Regions from separate parts of the Rattus norvegicus genome. Here region 1 is linked to region 2. A link is a contact called in public Hi-C data. All regions are on one chromosome and are shown on one strand. Each heading gives the region's core, a stretch centred on a gene start, on an enhancer-like site or on the middle of the called end of the contact. The rest is flanking DNA. Distances are from core to core; before and after follow the strand shown. Region 1 holds the start of Shroom3 (shroom family member 3). Region 2 overlaps Shroom3 (shroom family member 3).

Region 1 (3,875 bases), core at 662-3,161, 41 kb after region 2:
CTATTCAGAATTCATGAGAGAAACCCTAGCTGGTCTAGGTCATGGTCATTAATTTCCTTTGCTCTCTACAAGATACAGCACAGTTCTGGCCAATGAGAAAGAAGCAAAAGTCTGAAAAGCAAAAACCTCCCACCCTGCCTGGAATGAAGACACACGGGCGGAGGTACAGCACCCACCCTACAACCATGAGGACAAAGGACCACAAATAAGAAAGGCTAATGGAAGATCTACATGGAATCCATGACTGGATGAAGCTGTTGTTCCCCCCAACAGCTGACCTCTGTCTGGATTTCTTGTAGCCCTAAGGAAAACAAGCCTTCGTTTACTAAGGGCTCTGGTTTCAGGGCTTTGGTTTTTCAATAAATGAAATCTTTTCTAGTGGATACATATACAGGTCTCCTCTGTTTTCCTTAAGAAAGCACACAGCCTGCAGGATGTCTGGCATATTTGGTGGCCAACTACTGTCACTTCCAATTCCTCCTGGCTTGTCCACCTTAAGATTTCTCTGTTCTTCCTCAAAACACATGTTGGGGGTGGGGGTGGTGAGGGTGTGTGTGAATGTGTGTGTGTGTGTGTGTGTGTGTGTGTGTGTGTGTGTGTGTGTGTGTATCTGTAAAAAGCAACCTTACCAGATAACAGACTTCAAATTCAACACCTAGTATTTCTTTCTCTACCCTCAAACTCAAAAGAATTCCTCCCTCAGTTACAAATGTTTTCTTGGGGATGCCATTGCCTGAAAGCCTTGAAATATTCTATTGTCCTCAACTGTTACTAGTCTGTGGTTTCAAAATAAATATTATAACAAATAATTTGAAAGTCTGCTGTTTCAGAGAAAAGTAAGAAAACTAACTCTAAAAGGAAAAAATATGGGCTGGAGAGATGGCTCAGCGTTTGAGAGCACTGGCTGCTCTTGCAAAGGTCCTGAGTTCAACTCCCAGCACCCACATGGTGGCTCACAACCATCTGTAATGGGATTTGATTCGCTCTTCTGGTGTGCAGGAAGATAGACACTCATATATATTAAACAAACAAATATTTTTAAAAGCACCAAAAGATCAATGAAGATTGAGTCATATTGCATAATCACATGGTTTTTAAAAAATCAGACAAATAATAAAGAGAGTGACAGATGGGGCGTTTTGTCCATACTAACACCACTTTAAATCCTTCTGTATACAAAGCGATCAAAATTATTTGTTTGTTCAGTTGGTTTGGATTTTGAGACGGTCTTGCTAACTTGCTCCTTACTGAAAAATCTTGTCTCCGTGTCCCCCCTGCTGAGTTTGGGGGCCTGTACACCCGGGCTAATGATCTAATTTAATAGAACATGTAAAGTAATTTTAAAGCTGGGTATTCTCGGTTGCAGGGCAAGATTTTTCTGACCTGGACCGTGTGCTATGTCATGACCTTTTGCTGCTGATGATCTTTAATCTGATTTATAACGGAAGGCTCATGTGGGAACTGATCTTGCATTTCATACACAAAAAGAGAAGATTAGCCACCAATTGAGCACATTTTCCTGAGGATTTCACAGAATGAATGAACTAGAAACACTTTTCTTCCCAACACCAAGCCATCCAAAAACATTTCCTGATAATCAGAAAGGCATGAGTCAACAAATTGGGTGGTTTAAGCGCAATTCAGGCAACGAGCAGGCTTTTTTTCTTTTCTTTCAGTTTTTGACAAATCTGACACAACTTTAAAAGCTGCAAACAAAACACAGGTTGGTTGCAGACGATAGACTTACCTTGGAAATAATTAATGGTTCTCCATGCTCCAGGCCACCTTTCAGGGTGAAGCCCCAGGGAGCCCCTCCCTCTAGGAGCGCTTCCAGATAAACGTATCTCTCCTTGGGGGTCCTGCTGGAGTTTGGAGTGGCGCTAGGCTCCTCCAAGTTCTCGGGGGTCCTCATCGCGCCAGACACATGGTCAAGTCGGCTTCTGTTTAAAGTGTCTGACCCAGATGGAGGCTAGCGGAGCTCCCCTGCTGGGTTAGACCGTCCTGCAAGCTACCCGCAGGCTAGGAGAAACGCAGTCCGGGCGGCGGCGAAGCTCCCGGCTCTCCGGAGATGCTTCTCCCACTACACCCTCTGGAATTCGGGGCTCTCGCAGAAGTCCCCAGTGGGGTCTGCCCACAGCGTTCGCACCGACGTCCTCCAGGGTTCCCGCAGACTGCTTTCGGCTCGCACACGCGCCAAAGCCTTGTCTGTGTTTCTGTTTTTTTAACCGAGAACAGTAAAAAAGCCTTTCACCCGGGTCTGGGAAGAAAGCGACAGAGCCGCAAAGAAATACCTCTTTTTTTTTGATTGATCACCAACCCTTTCTTCCTGAGCGAGTGGAATTTACCATGACAATAGCGTCCGCCCTCCGCAGAAGCTGCATTTAAAGAAAGCAGGCGCTAGCGGTGCTCTTGTTGCCCTCGGAATTTTCGATCCTGTCCCCCGGGCGGGGGGCGGCAAGGCTGAGCGAAAACTTTGTACCCATTTTTGTCAGGCATTTAGTTTAACGTTTGCTTCTCGGATTGGAGGAGGTTTGCAAGAGGAAAAGACATGGGTTAGAGCGCGGAAATTCTTAGTGTCTGGAGGAAGTCACCCCCAAATCTCAGCGAGGCAATGCGCTTCTTTTCTTTGGCATTTTTAGCGATGGTGGGTCCCTCTGCAGCGGCCCGGGGTGAGAGTGCGGGGTGGCAGAGGAGCGAGCTCTGTAGAATTCAGCCACAAAGACCTGGCAATCAGAGGCGGCCTACAGCGGATAACAACGAGGAAACTGAAAATGCAGGGCAGACGGCTAGAAATAGTTACCAGAAGAGCCCCGCCTCTCACTAATTAAAGCAGAACTTCAGGCAAGCGTTGGTATTTTGAAAATCCCTCCAGGCACTTCTGCTGCTGGGCCGCTGAGTCTGAGAAGCTGCGCCTAAGCAGGTTGGGCGAACTTTCAAGTGTCAAGGGCTTTATTGATTTCATTAGCAGAGAATACCACATGCAGCATAAGATCAGCTTCTCCAGACAAACTGCTTTGCTATGCAAAATGAGGAAGGCGTTTTCTGCCTTTAACTGTGGTCTACCCCAAGATTACTTGATACCTGCTGTTAAGCACTAGGGACCCATGGCTCGATGTTACTATGGGTTGTCAGTGTAACTTTGTAATAATACTGTATAGCATATAACACTTAACATTGCTTTCCAATCAGAGTTTGAGCGGCTATTTGTCCTGCCCAGAATTCGCTGAGATTATTGGAACAAATTAGAATTCTTTTCAAGGAATATGCTTACCCAAAGTTTTTCTACTTAAATTTGTGATGAGATGAATTTTATTTTTTCGGAACTGCAGTTTAAAATTATAGAAATGCGATAAAAATTTGATGTCAGCGTTTTTATTCATAAATAATAAAACATAGATACTACAGAGCAAATAAAACTGGGATTGGGACAGTGCAATATTGAGCCATCTGAACAGCTCACACACTCGACAAGCCTAACTACTAGGGCTCGGTTCCAAGAGCCTTCATAAAAAGCCAAATGCAGGGGTGCCCATCTGGAATCCCAACACCCCTACATCTAGACAGGAGGCTCAGGCAGTAGAATGGCCTGGAGGTTTCATGTCCACATAGCCTAGAGTACACAGCCCAGCCCCAGAAACAACAGAAGACCCCACATCAAGGTGAGCAGCTAGAACTGAATCCCCAAAGTTATCTTCTGCACACCATGACACAAGTGCGTTCAGACTCATGCATGCATACACCCACATCATACATACACATGCACACGCTCACAATAAATAAATACATGAGCTACAACAACCGTGATGCTAAGGCTGGCGTGGGGGGAGTGTAGCTCAGTTGTTAGCGTGCTTGCTTGAAGCGTACAAGAAGCTCTA
Region 2 (3,317 bases), core at 712-3,211:
TGTGTGCAGTGGCAAAAAATAAATAAAAAATAAATCAATTGTTTACACCAGTAAAGAAAACGACTGAGAGTAAATCGAATAAAACATATATGAGACCTTTACACTGATAACTACAAAGTAATACAGGACAAAACTGAAGAGGACCTATACGATTACAGCGATGCTCTTGGATTGCGATACTCAGTAGTGCTAAGGTGATAATTTTTTATTAGTTAACACACAGACATCTCACAACCCTAAGAGGACCTAAACATTGTTTTTGGTGGAAATTGACAAGATGTTTCTAAAATGCATATAAAGGTGCAAATGACGAAGAATAGCAGTTGGGCCAATTTTTAAAAGGAAAGCTGGGGGGCTGGAGAGATGGCTCAGTGGTTAAGAGCACTGACTGCTCTCCCAGAGGTCCTGAGTTCAATTCCCAGCAACCACATGGTGGCTCATGACCATCTGTAATGGGGTCTGGTGCCCTCTTCTGGTGTGTCTGAAGACAGCGACAGTGTACTCATATATAATAAATGAATAAATCTTTAAAAAAAAAAAAAGGAAAGCCAGAAGACTTACAGACAACTGTTAAACTCACGGTAGCACCTCACACCATATATATATAGCAAGGCTACCCTGAGGTCTGTTTGAATACGGTACATTGAACACGGCTTGAAGCAAGTCCAGCATTGGCTGATACTTTAAACTCCAAGATGGCTTCTCTCCTGGCTCATCCCCGGGAACAGCAAGGAACCACTAGCGACTATCATTTACTGAGCATTGTGGCTGGGCATCACTTTGATTACCTTGTGCTTCTTTTGACCAGCATTTGACATAGGGACAGATGGAGAATGCGGAGCTCAGAGATACACTGTCACTTGTCCAGGCCACAGTGGCTAGTAAATGGCAGAGCTACGACTCCCACACACACACCCTCTCGAAGCCTGTGTTACTACAGCACATGGCTTTGAGAAATCTGTGCCCACTGAGTCAGGTGTGGGTGAGCAAATGCTTCTCAGCTCTACCTGCTTTCTTCATTTGTCTGATGAGGGAGGACTAGGTGACCTCTCGGGCTTCCCCGGACTCAAAATGTATGGCTTTTTTGTTTGTCCGTTTGTTTTAATGAAGCCGCTCAGACTCTTTTTATCAAGGGCTTGTGTGTTGGTTTCTGCTTGGATGTTTCTTCCTCCAGGAAGATGCAGGTGCTCTTGGTTTCCATCCCACAAACCCGGGAAGCAGGTCCGGCGAAACTACTCTGTAGGACTCAGGTTTCCCCGTCTTCAGTTTCGTGGCTTATGGTGGAGTCAACAAGAGTATAGTTTGTGTTTGCACAAAGCCAGAACACAAAAGGAAAGGTCCCGGCATTACTGAGCATCCAGGAACGAGTATCCCACACCGAGAGCACACACAGTTCGGTTTTGTTAGGTTCTCTCGTGTTCTGCAAATACGCCTCTCACCCACTGCTCTGTCCCCGTGCCAGCTTCCTCTAACTATCTAACTGCTTTTGGGAGAAAAATAAACCACAACATATGTGATGAAGAAGGGGTAGGGATTAAGGAAGCACTCAACTTCTAGAGAAGCTGACTTCTCTAGAAATTCACTACTTTAAGTAGCTCTAAGAGACATCTCTAAGAGTTGGGAGACGGAGACAGGCCGATTGGGAGTTCAAGACCAGCCTCAGCTATATAGGGAGTTTGAAGCCTGCTTGGGCTACATGAGGCTCTATGCCAAACAAAGAGTCAAAACTGAACAAGCAACAAACAAGAGATTCCGTGAGAACCCTGTTGGTTAGCCCGGCAGTACTTGAGGTGTTTGGCTAGTGTGCTGTGAGTTCAGAAATCACTAAAACCAGTGACTAGTTCTTTTCCCTAAAGAGCTCAGTGGTTGGTCCAAGGGCATAGCATGACGGGGAACCAATCTAGGAAGGGAAGTGGACTCTCTGACCCCCACACTGATCTATTTGCTCTAGAAACATTTACCAAGCACATTCTTTATGGAAGGCACCATGCCAGGTACTGGGATACACACAGGGTCCTTGTCCTTGTAGAGGTTACATTCTGTCAGGTGGCAAAGATTTGGGCAACAAATTACTCATTTTGTTTGCTTCGCTACAACTGAGCTAAGGGGCACAGGAGAACAGGGTACATTGAGACTTTATGAAGGGAGAATGTGGGGCAGTGGCCCCTGCCACCAGACAGAGGAACTGGTAAGATTAAAGCACGTTTGAACCCCCGGGGAATCTCAGAATTGAGAACCAGCTCCCTACCAAGTACTATCTGTCCTGGAACAAGATACCCCATGACACCCCACTGAGAAGACCATGACCACTGGTCATGTAGCTAAAAACCTGGAGTTCTCCATGCTAATGAGATGTCTCAATAGACCCCGAGTATTTAGCCAATGAGTTTCTCTTCCTGAAAAAGGTATTTAATCCCTGATTCACACTGAGTAAGACATAAGTGTAAGGCTGGAGAGATGGCTCAGTGGTTAAGAGCCCTGATTGCTCTTTCCGAGGTCCTGAGTTCAATTCCCAGCAATCACATGGTGGCTCACAAACATCTGTAATGGGACCCGATGCCCTCTTCTGGTCTGTCCAAAGACAGTGACAGGTGTACTCACATACATGAAATAAATAAATTAATTTAAAAAAAAAAGACATAAGCCTATATCTCCCAGAGAAGGCCTTCTCTCTTCCTGCCTCTCCCTCAGTTATCCCCTTTCTGCCTGGTGCATAGAGGAAGTGTGGACCCAGACACTACTCCCTCCCCTCTCAGTTCCCTGCAGTTCCCAGCAGCCTCTGGCAGCCTCTGGGTACACAGGAGATTGAGAACCACAGCATTCATCCCAGACCTCACTTTTCTTGTCCAGAAGAAGCTGGGTCTAACTCAGACTGTGTTCTGCCTCCCCTCAGCGGCTTGCCTGTGGCACTGGTCCAGCACCCCAGCAGCGAGGGAGGCAGATGCACAGCCCAGCAGAAGTCCTGAGAAACTCTGGGGAAACCGGGAAGAAACCTTTCAGCTCAATCCAAAGGATGAGTAAGGATGACTGAATGAGGAAAGGGCTAGAAGGTCCCACAGAGGAAAGGGCATGTATCCTCTGCACTACACCAAGTTGCCTCTTCTGTGTTGTCTTTGTACCCCAGTGCCCTGTCAGCAAGGTGTTCAGGAAATACAGACAACAAACAGAAACACCCAGAAAGGAAAGCGAGAGTCAACAGAGCTGAGTTCTCCTGGGCTAGAAATCTTAAAGAATGTCAGCTAGTCCAAAAAAAAAAAAAAAAAAAAAAAAAAAAAAAAAAAAAAAAAAAAACCCAACCCTGCAGCACCATGGGAACA

Evidence for each region. Hi-C and Micro-C count contacts between places; a contact is called where the count stands out from the background.
Region 1: a contact with region 2 is called in a Hi-C map of prefrontal cortex, with 10 times the contacts expected there. The contact joins the promoter of Shroom3 here to the enhancer-like site in region 2. A contact is called at or near these places in 12 of 12 Hi-C or Micro-C datasets (the A7r5 cell line, the Rat2 cell line, Schwann cells and 7 more) and 1 of 1 datasets of contacts at active chromatin or transcription factors (oligodendrocytes).

What each region holds. Positions count from the first base shown.
Region 1 is chr14:15,678,352-15,682,226 of GRCr8, forward strand. Shroom3 (shroom family member 3) reads right to left here and starts at 1,912. Exons shown (of 11, transcript NM_001100889.1): 1 at 1,748-1,912. The coding sequence starts at 1,912.
Region 2 is chr14:15,636,855-15,640,171 of GRCr8, forward strand. All of the region lies in intron 1 of Shroom3 (shroom family member 3), which reads right to left. Among named protein-coding and RNA genes, the nearest start is that of Shroom3, 42 kb to the right of the region's middle. Within about 2 kb of position 1,962, at least 5 of the 93 cell types and tissues checked have an H3K27ac peak or open chromatin away from gene starts, as enhancers often do. A contact at or near this core is called in hepatocytes, liver and prefrontal cortex, where this site is marked.